Linked DNA regions of Sus scrofa: all the other regions are linked to region 3. The links are chromatin contacts, called in public Hi-C maps. All regions are on one chromosome and are shown on one strand. Each heading gives the region's core, a stretch centred on a gene start, on an enhancer-like site or on the middle of the called end of the contact. The rest is flanking DNA. Distances are from core to core; before and after follow the strand shown. Region 1 overlaps ANKRD6 (ankyrin repeat domain-containing protein 6). Region 2 holds the start of LYRM2 (LYR motif-containing protein 2). Region 3 holds the start of ANKRD6 (ankyrin repeat domain-containing protein 6).

Region 1 (4,201 bases), core at 40-2,539, 190 kb before region 3:
GCCTGGACTTTCTCTGCCTGCAGTCCTTGGCTCTGGGTTCCGGGGAGGCGGACAGGCAATCTTCTTTGGCCTCTTCTTTTCTGGGTGCAGCCTGTTCACTGCTATGGGTGTCTCCTGCTGAGACACTTCCCTACAGAGAAAAAAAAGCCCAGAAACCTCTTCTACTTGACCCCTCAGCCTTCTTCAATAATAGCATAAAACTTCCAAGACTCTATCCACTAAAGGACCCCCTGGGAATATTTGCCAGTGACAAATTTCAGACACAGGGAGCACTGCTTGGTGGTCTTAACTGAACACGTGTGCTTTCCCAAGTAAGTTGATTATCTGGCTTTTACTTTATTTATTAAGTGCCAACTAGACATAGCCTTGGGTCTAATTCTATGTTTAAGAACTTCAGGAACCTACCACACACAAAACACCTCAGCGTTTACGATTTTTAGTCTTCTGCATTTCCAAAAAAATCCCCAACCCCATTTATTCTTTGAGCTTGGACCCTCATAATTCATAGAGGAGAGTGAGAACCCTCTGAAATGAGAAAACATCACGTGTCTGGTCCTTGTGAGAACTTTTACAAATTAATTTGTACAATTCACACACAGGAACTTAATCAGAGTTATGAGGTCTTAACCCTGGAAACTGATAAGATTTTCAAACGGACATAAAAGTTGCCAAACGTTATCTCTATATCCTAGTCTTCTTCCTCCTGGGAGAGCTAAAAGGTATGGTATGGTTCCTTCCAGGGCTGCCATGTACAGTTGTGCAAGATGTTCACTGCACAAAGGCACCTACCCAAAGACATGAGCAGGGCAGAAGGAGCTAAAGTCCAACCTGGGCTCTATGCAAGTCCTGGGCTGGTCTGCCCAGGAGGCATCTTCTTCTCATTTGCACTGAGGAGCCATATGGGCTAGCATAGCCTCAGTTTACTCCCTCATTGGAAAGAGAGGTGGCAAGCTATGCCAGCGGTGTTCCAACTTCCATCCCCATTGAAATTACCTGGGAGGCTTGTTCAAACAGACTGCTGGGCCCCACCCCAGAGTTTCTGATCCAGTGGGTCTGGGGTAAGGCCCCCAAATCTGCATTTCTAACAAGGTTCTAAGTAACACAGTGGATCCACCCCTTGAAAACCACTGCTCTACACGAAGAAGGCGCGGTGGCAGAGAAGCAGGGCTGTCCACATGGAAGTGACAAGGCCACAGGTGCAGGGGACTTGTAAATACAGCTGCACGGGGTGCTGGAAGAGAGGTGGCACACGTGCATGTGGCCTGAAATCATGGAGAGTGGAAGACAAGAGGCCAGAAGGAAAGACGGAGAAGATCTGAAGGACCCAGTGGAAAGGAGAGACAGAGGAGGGCCTGGCAGCTGCCAGATGGGCCCAGAGTAGGCAGGGAGAGTTTCCCACCCTGCAAGCGGGCGGGAGGGCCACCCCCCACCTTGCTTTGTGCCACCTCATCTCTTGGCACAGACTGAGCTCTCCTTTCTTCCTTGAGCCTCTCTCTCTTTTTCCTCAGGCTTCGCCCACGACTGAAGCGCAAGACCTGAAGGAGGCAAGAGGCATCGTTACAAACCACTGGTGTGTGCGGACCTAACGGAGCCTCCAGCCGAGCAAGGGGGACCGAGTGTGCACATCAGACAAGGGCCTCTAGACCACCTGCTATGCCTCCTACATCTTGGGCAGAGCACTTAGGGACCCAGAGATGAGTAGGACATCGTTGCTGACCTTGAGGAGCTCACAGTCTACGACAATGATGCTAGCAGGCATTTATGTGCTGGGCCAGGGCCGCCATGTAGGTGTGTGCAGGCCGTGCACCACTCAACTCCAGGGAGCACCACTCAGGTAGACTAGGATATGGACAGCGTCCCGTGGAGTTGTGCGACACGGCAGCTCTGTGCCAGGCACAGTCTTACTGTCTTGGGACACTGGACCCGATCTAGCACATCAGACTTTCTCTTGGCCAAACCATAACCAAGTCATATTCAATTTGATTGCAACATAACTGAAATGCATCTGTGAGCCATGGTACCAACATGGGGGAATCTTTTCCCCAGAAGGAAGCCTTTGGTCCATCCCTTCGAGGGCAGAAAGGTGGAAAGGACACAGGCGAGTACTTGAGACCAGCATCAGTGAGCTGGAGACCTCTGGGAAAGTTGTTTGGCCTCTCTGTGCTCTAACTTCTCAAACATGAGAATGGGGAGTTGATGGGATTAACCAAGACAAAGCAGGTGGCTGGCACACCTTGGAATGTCCATCACTGTCAGGTGCCTCCCACCTGCCTCTGGGCCTTAAGAGTCACTTAGTTGACAAAGATGTTTAATCACAGAGTACAGATCTCCAAGCTGGTGGAAACCTTCAGTCTCTAGCCCAGCTCCACACCCTTCCCCCAGACCCCCTACTCCCAGTTCCAAGGTTCCCCCCCTTAGAAAAAAACACTGAGGTCCACAAAGTGAAAACACTTTCAAGGTCACATTATCTTTCCGCAATAAAACAACATTCTCTTGTCTTGGTATAGGGATAGATAAGGGCTCTGTGAAGTCCAGCCCAGTGTTTTTCATCCTGATGTCAGACTTTCGTCTTGTTTTCATTAAATCAGGTGACACCATTATAGGACAAAAAGAACCTCTACAGGCAGTGGATACCACCTAAACGGAAAATTCCTGACAATATCTGCCTACGGCTGAACCAGATTTTTAAAGTGTGTTCTCATCTCCTCAGCCAGCAGTTCTGAAGTGTCCAGGGACCCAGGGTCCATGAGGTTATGATTATTTTCATAATATTACATTGGCTTTTTTCATGTTCATTCTCTCATGAGTATACCGTGGTGTTGGCCAGAAGCTACATAAATGATATTACAACAGACTGCATATAGAAATAAAAGAAGGTAGTAGATTTCTCATCTACGACATTAAAGAGATTTGCAAAAAATGTAAAACAATGTTACTTTTCTCAATGTTTGTTTTGTTTTGAAAAAAACAGTTCTTTTTCACAAAATGATGCTATTTATGTTACTACAAATGGACTTATTTTTTTAAATGAATATCTTTAACATTTCCCCACTTTATTTTCAAATATGGTAACTATTTATAGATATAAACTCACATAAACAAAGTTCTTTATGGGCTTCTATAATATTTAAGAAAGTAAAAGCGTCCTTAGACCAAAAAGGTCTCAGAACTTCAGTCCTGAGCTAAATTTTAGACTCAGTAGGAAGTCGAGTCTGATGAAGGAAGCAGCTGGTGCCCACTGCTCATCTGCTTTATTGACACTTAGAACAGCACACAGCTTCGGAATCAGCCTGAAATTCACTTTCTGAAGAATTGTGAACTGCATCAATCAAAAATGAGAAGAAACACTCAGTAAACTCAAACACAAAAAAATCCCTTCATTGACCATGTCATTAGCCAGTGAAAACAACTTAGCGTGGCTTACAGCCCTTCCCAGAGAACCATACCATCCACCAGACAGATCATCATCAATCTGCTCCACTTCACAGAAATCAGGGAATATCCCTGAGCTCCCATCAATGGCTCAGCGGTGACTAACCCAATTAATATCCATGAGGACAGGGGTTTGATCCCTGGCCTTGCCGAGTGGGTTAAGGATCCAGCGTTGCCATGAGCTGTGATGTAGGTTGAAGATGCAGCTCGGATCCGGTGTTGCTGTGGCGTAGGCTGGTGGCTACAGCTCCGATTCAACCCCTAGTCTGGGAACTTCCATATGCTGCGGATGCAGCCCTAAAAAGACCAAAAAAATAAAAAAGAAAAACGAAAAAAAGGGAGTTCCCATTGTGGTGCAGTGGAAACAAATCTGACTAGGAACCATGAGGTTGCAGGTGCGATCTCTGGCCTCTTTCAGTGGGTTAAGGATCTAGTGTTGCCGTGAGCTGTGATGTAGGTTGCAGACGTGCTCGGATCCTGCGTTGCTATGGCTGTGTTGTAGGCCGTCAGCTGTAGCTCTGATTGGACCCCTAGCCTGGGACCTTTCATATGCCCTGGATGTGGCCCTAAAAAAAGCCAAAAAAGAAAAGAAAAAGAAAAGAAATCAGGAAATATTGAGCTTAAAACCTTGGAAAGAAATACCCTCTTAGTATTGCTGTGAAGCATCGAGATCCATGGCCAACTAAGGTGCCAAGGCACGGGGATTTCTTGTTTCAGACAAAGTGAACAGTAAAGCAATTTCTATAACTACAGATCAACATGCATGCAA
Region 2 (4,438 bases), core at 1,382-3,881, 220 kb before region 3:
AAACAGGCTGCAAGAAATGTGAAGTAGCCAGGAGAATACAACCAGGAAAAGGGAGCTCCAAGGATTCCAAGTGAGGCAATCAAGTAAATGCTCAGTCAACAGGTAATTGAACATTTTTGGCTACATATGTTAGGAAGGATAGGATAGAGACTCGGACCCGGGTGCCCCAAAACAGGCCACCAAACAATGAAGACACATGCAGTATCAGAGTTAGGCTCCGCAGAGCACTTCCCTATTTTTCCCAAGCAACCCAGTCAGAGGATCAAAACAACACATGGTGCAGAGGGGTTGGACAGGAAATTAGTGGGCGTGGGGCAAGAGAATAGGGGTCCCCAAACAGGTCCAGGATGGATATAAAGAAAGACCCAGCTGCAGCCAGGGCCAGTATCTACCCCAGTAAGACTGCCCTCTCTGGGGACACAGATGAAACTTGGTATAAACTGCTACCTGGATTGTGATCAAGATTTCGACATCCGAGGAGTTCCTGTCATGGTGCAACTAGGAACCATGAGGTTGAGGGTTTGGTCCCTGGCCTTGCTCGGTGGGTTAAGGATCTGGCATTGCTGTGGCTCTGGCATAGGCTGGCAGCTGTGGCTCCAATTAGACTCCTAGCCTGGGAACCTCCATATGCCACGTGTGGGGCCCTAAAAAAGACCAAAAAAAAAAAAAAGTGTTTTTTGCTGGGGACAACGGACCAGAGGCCAGGTTAGAGCTGTCACAATGCCGTTTTAGGTTAGAGGGGAAATTCCCTTCCCTTTGACCCAGAACCACTCCCATCCTGGGCTGATCGAGACCACTTGCCTCCATCCCTGCGTGGCAAGACCACTGGGACTATCCCCACACTGATGTAGCACCTCCTGGACAGAACAACCTCCTGTCAGACACCCTGCTTCCATCCTTGTGTGATGAAGCCTGGCACCTCTAGAGCACTTCTCAGCCTGCACCTCCAAATCCATGTGTGTAGGCAAGGACCTAAAGAGAATGCAGAGCAGAGAAACCTGACATATACATATTTTCTCTGCAGAGAGTGCAGAGCAGAGAAACCTGACATATACATATTTTCTCTGCAGAGTAGAGAAACCTGACATATACATATTTTCCCCACAGCTGCACCCAGTGTCACATGCAATTTCCAGGCCAGGGATTAGATTCAAGCCACAGCTGAGACTCCATCACAGCTGCAGCAATGCCAGATCCTTAACCCACTTGTGCTGGGCTGAGGATCAAACCCATGGCACCACAGCAACCAGAGCAGTAGCATTCCTAATCCACTCATTGTGCCACAGAGGGAACTCCCTGTATTTTAAGTAGGAACAATTCCATTTTATTTTTATATTTTTGGAGTTTTTAGGGCTGCATCCCTGACATACAGAGGTTCTCAGGCTAGGAGTTGAATTGGAGCTGCAGCTGCCGGCCTGCACCACAGCCACAGCAACCCCAGATCCGAACCATGTCTTCGGCTTACACCTCACGGCAAGGCCAGATCCTTAACCCACTGAGCAAGGCCAGGGATTGAATTGCAGCCGCATGGATACTAGTATGGTTACCGCTGAACCAAAATGGGAATTCCATAATTCTATTTTTAAAAGTAGGAAGGATTCACTAACCCCACTTGCAGTTAATATAACCTAAGAGTCTATAGAGTGTGCTGAGGGGAGGCTAAAACAAGTACAGGGAAATAAAATCTTAAGGTATAGGGATATTCAGTTCCTTGTTATTTGGGATACAAAAATTCATAAAACTGCAATGGGGCAAGCATTGTTTTTTTGGTCTTTTTGCCTTTTCTAGGGCCACTTCCTGTGGCATATGGAGGTTCCCAGACTAGGGGTCTAATCGGAACTGTAGCCACCGGCCTGAGCCAGGGCCACAGCAACGCGGGATCCGAGCCGCGTCTGCGGCCTACACCACAGCTCACGGCAATGCTGGATCATTAACCCACTGAGCAAGGGCAGGGACCGAACCCGCAACCTCATGGTTCCTAGTCCGATTCGTTAATCACTGCACCACGACCGGAACTCCTGGGGCAAGCATGTAAAGACTTGTTAACTAATTACTATTACTACGACTACAGTGCCCAGAAAAAGGCTCGAAAAAGAACAGGATGAAAACTAGAAAAAAGAAAGAGCAAGACGCTAAATTTAAGAGAAATTGGTATTTTATATTTTACTGTATATATATATATATATATATATATATTTTTTTTTTTTTTTGCTTTTTAGGGCTACACCTGCAGCATATGGAAGTTCCCAGACTAGGGGTCAAATCGGAACTACAACTGCCAGCCTATGCCACAGCCACAGTAACGCGGGATCCAAGCAGGGTCTGCAACCCACATCAGAGTTCACGGCTTAGTATTCTAAATTATATATACTAAATCTTAAAAGGAATACAGTCGTTTCTCCCCTCACTTCCCAAAACCTTAACTTAAACTTCTTAACCACATGCCAGGATCTGTGCTAAATACCTTGCTACTATTTCATTCTCATAACAATCTGAAAAAACTGTTGTTTCACGGATGAGAAAACTTGGCTGATAACTACTTGACTACAAACCCTTGGCCTTCAGAGAGACCGCGGGGCTCTCCAGGCCTAGGCACAAGCTGCAGGCCGTCTCCCAGGAAACCGAGCTCGCCCCGCCCCCTCACTGCCTCACGTCCGCTCCTGCGCGCTGGGGCCCTGGAGAACCAAGCTGACTGGAGGACATGGCCACTTCTCGCTTACCCCCAGCGACGCTAACGCTAAAACAGGTACCAGCTGTTCTCGCCGGCCTCTTAGGGCAGCTTTCCGGTGAGCCGAGCTAAGCTCGATTCTCCACGCTCCCAGAACCCAGTCTACAGAGTGGGCCTCTGGACGACCAGGCGGGTGACCCTAGCGCGCCGCACTCTGATTGGCACGGGCATGGGGGCGGGGCTTCGAGCCGCGCAGCCAACAGGAAGCGCAGGGGGGCGGGGCGACCCTTCAGTCCCTGATTTGGGAGGCAGGTCAGGCTTTGTGTTTCTGTGCCCCGACACCTCAGCTGCCCAGCGGCCACGGTAAAGACTATTCTGCCTGTTCTGAGCTTTGGGAAGGAGCAGATGCGGTTACCAAGGGATTTTTAACTACTTCCTTAATTTAGGAAAATTATTCTTGCAGTGGTTACAGTTTCTAGGAGACTGGTAGCCCTTTTCTGCCCAGTGGGCAGCTTTCGAGGTTAAGGGTTCTTATGTTTGACAAAGGAGCAAGCAAACAGACCAGATAAACTTACTGCTGCTGTTTTCTTAAAGGGGGGGGGTTGTTTTTCTTTGCCCCTTTTAAAACTGAGGACCAAAGCGAAGTCATCCAGTAAGTTTGGTTTGCTAAAGTAAAGCCCTCGGCTGTGGACGGTGCAGCTCTAATTGCCATTTCTACTCTCCTGACCAGTTCATGAGAAGGCAGCAAGTTCTCCTCCTCTACAGAAGGATTTTGCAAGCAATTCGGCAAGTTCCAAATGATTCTGATCGCAGATACCTGAAGGACTGGGCAAGGGAAGAATTCAAAAGAAACAAAAATGCCACCGAAGAGGTGAGACCAAGATGATAGTGAGGGAGGGCCCTGGCCCTTTTGTATTGATTAGTGAGTTTTTTAAAAAAGTCTAGTAGATATCTTGGACTTTATCACTGAGATGGTGTATCTTGATTATTGTTCTTAATACTACTTATTTTTCACTTTCTTAAAAGAAATTTTAACTTTTACAAACTTTGCTGAATCTACACTCCACAGTATCATCACCCGACTTTTCTGGTAAACTAACTGCACACACACAGGAAAAGATAAAAATTAGAGCATGATGATTTGGGAAGTACATCAGGGGTGTATGAAGGAACGGCACACCTGTGAACTGAAGTTTGGCGCTTGCCGTCAGCCTCTACATGGATTAAATTATGCAGCTGCCAACCCATAGTACTCCGCGTGGAGCTCGGTGAAAATCAGGAGTGAAGCACTCTGTGCTCTGGGAAAACTGGAAAACAGGTCTTCAGATAGATATTTTTAGAAGATTTTATGTGCCCAATTCTTGCATCTCCTCATATATAGAAAAACACTAGGAGTTCCTCTCGTTCCTGTCGAATCCGACAAGGAACAATGAGGTTTCAGGTTGGATCCCTGGCCTCACTCAGTGGGTTAAGGATCCAGCACTGCCGTGAGCTGTGGCATCGGTCAAAGATACGGCTTGGATCCTGCATTGCTGTGGCTGTGGTGTAGGCCGTAGGCTACAGCCCCAGTTGGACCCCTAGCCTGGGAACTCCATATGCTGCAGGTGTGGCCCTAAAAAAGCCAAAAAAAAAAAAAAGAAAAAGAAAAACACCAAAATCCTTCATGGTGATGTCTGCTCCTTGTGACTAGTAGTAACCTTCAGGAGATCAGCAACACAGTTTTGTAAACTGTCTGCATGGCTGCATTCACCTCCCCCTCACCTATATCAT
Region 3 (4,240 bases), core at 51-2,550:
GCTATGCCAAGCTTTTCACGTGCATCACTTCATTTAATTTCCCCCACAATACAACCAAATTATGTATAATACACACAGTTTGTTACAATGCTAAAAACTGCGATTTAAAGAAGTGGGTTTTCCAAAGTCACACACCTAACAACTGGCATCAAGACTCAATCTCATGACCCCCCCCAGGGAACCTCTTAACCACCGCTTAAACCATCTCACCATGCCTCAGGGAAAACATTCTTGGCCAGCTTTAGGAAACTGAAGCTCCTCTTGGGTCACAGATAATACTCCACTTCCCCTCCGGTCCCCCAAATCTACCGGAAGCACAGCACTGAAATTCCCAAGACAAGTGTTGGTGGTAAGACGACGTCTGAACTCAAAGCAAACAACGTGCTCGCTTCCTGGAGCCCGGGGAGATGCCACTTGCTAACTCTTTATAGAGCTTATTTCCGTCTAGAGCGGATCTCCCCAGGGCAGGACAGCCCCCCAGGCTCCCGTGCCTGCACCACTTCGCGGTCCTCGCAGAGGTGAGGGCGGAGGGCAGACCGCTGGCGCGTCCGAGCCGAGCCGGGCCACTCTGAGGCCCGCCCGCAGGCCCCGGAACGCCGAGGGGTGACCCCGGGCGCTAGGCGACCAAAGGGGTCCCTCTTTTACGCCCGAAGACCGCCAGCCTCTGCGTCCGAGAGAAATACCTTGGGGACTCCCCCTACCACCACCACCACCACCACTTTGTTCCAACTCTTCGAGCTCAATGGAGAAGGAGGAGGGGGGCGTCCCTCAACCTGTGGCCAAAGACGAGAAAGTTCTCTGCCCCCGCCCCTAAGTTCTACATTCGAGGGAGGCAACTGAAGGAAAGCGACAAGGGAGGTGCCCGGGGAAGGACCCTCTCTTGTCTGGCTTTCCCGGAGGCCGCAGGAAAGGGGGCAAAGCGCTCTGTCTGGGACTCCTGCCCCAACAGACAGCGAACTGGGGGCGCCCCCACCCGCGACATGGCCCTCCCCTGATCAGAGCCCCCCCAAGGGGGGGCGGAGTAGCGGGGGGAAGTCCTCGGATTAAGAGGGGTCTCGAAGGGACCCGGCGAGGTCACACGGTACCTTTCTCTCCGCGCCGCAGAGACCGATGCCGGCGACAGGGTAGGGGGCAACGTGAGATGAAGCGGACGGGCTCCCGCTGGCTCCGGCGGCCCCTGGGCCTCGGAGCCGCCCAGCGCCGCCGCCTCCTGCTGCCGCTCGCTGGGCTGCGCTCCTCGCTCCGGCAGGTTACCTGTGGCCGAGCCTGCCGCGCCTGCCGCGGGCTCGGCCCTCAGCCCCGCCCCTCCCGCGCTCCTAGGCTGGGGCCGCAGCGCCCCGCAGCGGCCGGCTGGGTCTCTGCAGCGGCCTGCGGGGAGGTGGGGGTCCCCAAGGCCCTGGGGCTGGCCTTGATCTGAAGCCCACTCCCTACTGGGCCGCTGCCCCTTCAGCCCTCGCCGCGAGAGGCCTCCTTATAAAGAGGGAGGAACCGGGATGCAGTTGGGCGCGGTTTTCGGGGCAGGGGAGGTTTATAGAAGGGAGAGGGTATTTGGGAGGAGAAACTGTCCCTCAACCTGTGGCCAAGTGAGTATTTCAACATTTTCATAGTTCACTTAACTGGGATGTCTCAGTGGCAGCTGAACAACAGTGGTGAAAGATACAGATTCATTAGAAAGCTGGAGAGAAGAAAGGAAGCCTTTATTCCTTTATTCCTTGTCTGTCAGTGGTTTGTCTGAAGCGTCCCGTATGAACTAGGCAAAAGCATTGAACATTTCTGACTCATATGTTCATCCCCCCCGCGCCCCCCCCCGGCTTTTTTTGAGGGGAGGGAGCTCACACAGGCGGCATATGGAAGTTCCCAGGCTAGGGGTCAAATGGGAGCTGCAGCTGCCAGCCTCCGCCCTGCTATTATTCCCTGGAACTGCCCTTATGAAGCCTTCCACTCAACGAAACTAGCATGTGCCCCTCCATGATCTTAGCCTCCTTCTTCAGAGGAAACCACCCTCCTGAATTTTATGTTAATAATTCTCTTACCCCAATTATATGTATCCCTAAATAGCACACTATTCATTTGTGGCCGGATTTAAACTTTTTTTGTAAGTGGAATCAGCCTGCACAATTCCTGTACAACTTACTTTTTTTCCGCTTAGCGTGGTTTCTGAGCTTTACCTATTGGATTTCTCAGTTATTTAATATTTTGTTGTGAGAAGATACCACAATTTATTCATCCAGTTTACTTTTGGACATTGGGTTGGCTCCAGTTTTTGGTTCTGCAAACAATGTTGCTATGAACATTCTTAAATATTTCTTGTGTGGCATGTGTGCAAGAGCTTTTAAGCTGTTTATCTAGAAATGGAATTGTTGGGTCTTAAGGTATGCGTGTGTTCTAATTTATATACTGGATAGTGCCAAACTGTTTTCTAAATCAGTTGCCATTAACGATGTATGAAAGTCCCCTTGCTCCACATCTTTGCCAGCACTTGTTTTTTCTGGGGGTGTGAAATGATTTCTTATTATGCCTGTGGTTTTTACTTCTCCGATTGTATGTATAATGGTTCATATTTAATGTTTACTAACTATTCTTGTTTTCTTTTTTAATTTGTCATGTTTGGTTTTTTTCCCTTGGTTTGTTTTTTTTTTTTTTTTGTGATTTGAGGAATTCTTCCTACCCTGAGGATATAAAAATATTCTTCCATATTTTCTTCTAAAAGATGTAGTTTTGCCTTTCACATCCCATCTGAAATTCATTTCTCCTTTAATTTAATTGTAAGACAGCCAGAGCTCTGTGCTGGTCATATGCAACCTGAAAATCTATGGTTTTATGTTAAATCTTTATTTCTGATTATGGAAATCCTACCCTGACTTACTTTTTCCTCTTTATAAAGGTAGGTATTCTGAGCCCTTTACTCCTCCATAGACATTTTACAATTAGTTTGTCGGGCTCCATGAAAAAACTGGGATTTTGACTTAGAAGTACACGAATCTGTGCAGTGGATTGCATTAGTCATTCACAGTTTGTTCCTTTCCCATCATTGCCATGCTTTCCTACACTGGTGTAGACTCCTCTGCCCCACTGGTTCAGGATTTGGATGGGGTTTGTATGACTTGCCTTGACCCCATGCCGGAACGGAAGCTATAAATATGCTTCTCCTGCCCTCCCTTGAGTTTTTGCCCTCTGGCATGAGACTATCATAACCCAAAGTGTGGCTGCTCCTTCAGCTGGAGTCTAAGAATGAGAAGACACATGGAATCACACAGAGCCCAATATGTCTATAGGCAGTCTGCAGCCCTCATGTAATGGGAGCCAGAACTAAACTGTTGGCTGCTACTGCAACGTGGAGCACTGACATCTTTTTTTTTTTTTTTTTTTTTTGGTCTTTTTAAGGCCACACCCATGGCATATGGAGGTTCCCAGGCTAGGGGTTGAATTGGAGCTGTAGCCATTGGCCTATGATGTCACAGCCATTGAATGCCAGATCCCAGCTGCATTTACAACCTACACCACAGCTCACCGCAACTCCGAATCCTTAACCCACTGAGCGAGGCCAGGGATCAAACCTGTGACCTCATGGATACTAGTTAGATTTGGTTCTGCTGAGCCACAAAGGGAACTCTAGGAATTGGCATTTTTATACTACTGAGATGTCCTGTCTGTGTACATGTTTGACATGTCTGTCCATTCATTTTGAATCTTAATGACCTCAAAAGTTTTACAACTTTTCATTTTCTGAGATTTATTCTTCCTTATCTTCTGTTGTAATTGCAAATGATATCTTCCCTGAAAACATATTTTCTACTCTCATCAATAGGAAAAATGCACATATCTTTGTTAATTGATCTTATATCTAGCAACATTGCTAAAATCTGCTAATAATTTTAGTAATCTGTAGGAGTTCCTACCATGGTACAAAAGGATCGGTGGCATCTTGGGAGAGCTAGGGTGCAGGTTTGATCTAGCCCGGAACAGTGGGCTAAGGATCCGACATTGCTACATCTGTGGCTTAGGTTGCAACTGTGGCTCAGATCTGATGCCTGTACCACAGCCACAGCAAAATCAGATCTGAGCCGTGTCTGTGACCTACATCACAGCTCACAGCAATGCCGGATCCTTAACCCACTGAGTGAGGCCAAGGATTGAACCTGCAACCTTATGGTTCCTACCAGGATTCATTTCTGCTGCGCCATGACAGGCACTCTGATTCTTCAGTTTTGAATATACCTGCAAGTAATGATATTTTATT

Evidence for each region. A called contact is a pair of places that touch in the nucleus more often than the background predicts.
Region 1: a Hi-C map of skeletal muscle shows a contact between it and region 3, with 4 times the contacts expected there. The contact joins the enhancer-like site here to the promoter of ANKRD6 in region 3. A contact is called at or near these places in 3 of 5 promoter capture datasets (fetal liver and liver), 16 of 47 Hi-C or Micro-C datasets (alveolar macrophages, embryonic fibroblasts, fetal skeletal muscle and 7 more) and 1 of 2 datasets of contacts at active chromatin or transcription factors (skeletal muscle).
Region 2: a Hi-C map of epiblast stem cells shows a contact between it and region 3, with 1.8 times the contacts expected there. The contact joins the promoter of LYRM2 here to the promoter of ANKRD6 in region 3. A contact is called at or near these places in 3 of 5 promoter capture datasets (fetal liver, fetal skeletal muscle and liver), 2 of 47 Hi-C or Micro-C datasets (epiblast stem cells and skeletal muscle) and 1 of 2 datasets of contacts at active chromatin or transcription factors (skeletal muscle).

Annotation. Positions count from the first base shown.
Region 1 is chr1:57,629,474-57,633,674 of Sscrofa11.1, reverse strand. ANKRD6 (ankyrin repeat domain-containing protein 6) reads right to left here. Exons shown (of 16, transcript XM_021089998.1): 11 at 1-130. Among named protein-coding and RNA genes, the nearest start is that of LYRM2, 23 kb to the left of the region's middle. Within about 2 kb of position 1,289, at least 7 of the 83 cell types and tissues checked have an H3K27ac peak or open chromatin away from gene starts, as enhancers often do. A contact at or near this core is called in omental adipose tissue and skeletal muscle, where this site is marked.
Region 2 is chr1:57,653,088-57,657,525 of Sscrofa11.1, reverse strand. LYRM2 (LYR motif-containing protein 2) reads left to right here and starts at 2,631. Exons shown (of 3, transcript XM_003121299.4): 1 at 2,631-2,746; 2 at 3,399-3,539. The coding sequence starts at 2,702.
Region 3 is chr1:57,435,007-57,439,246 of Sscrofa11.1, reverse strand. It overlaps ANKRD6 (ankyrin repeat domain-containing protein 6), which reads right to left and starts at 1,300. Exons shown (of 16, transcript XM_021089998.1): 1 at 1,086-1,300.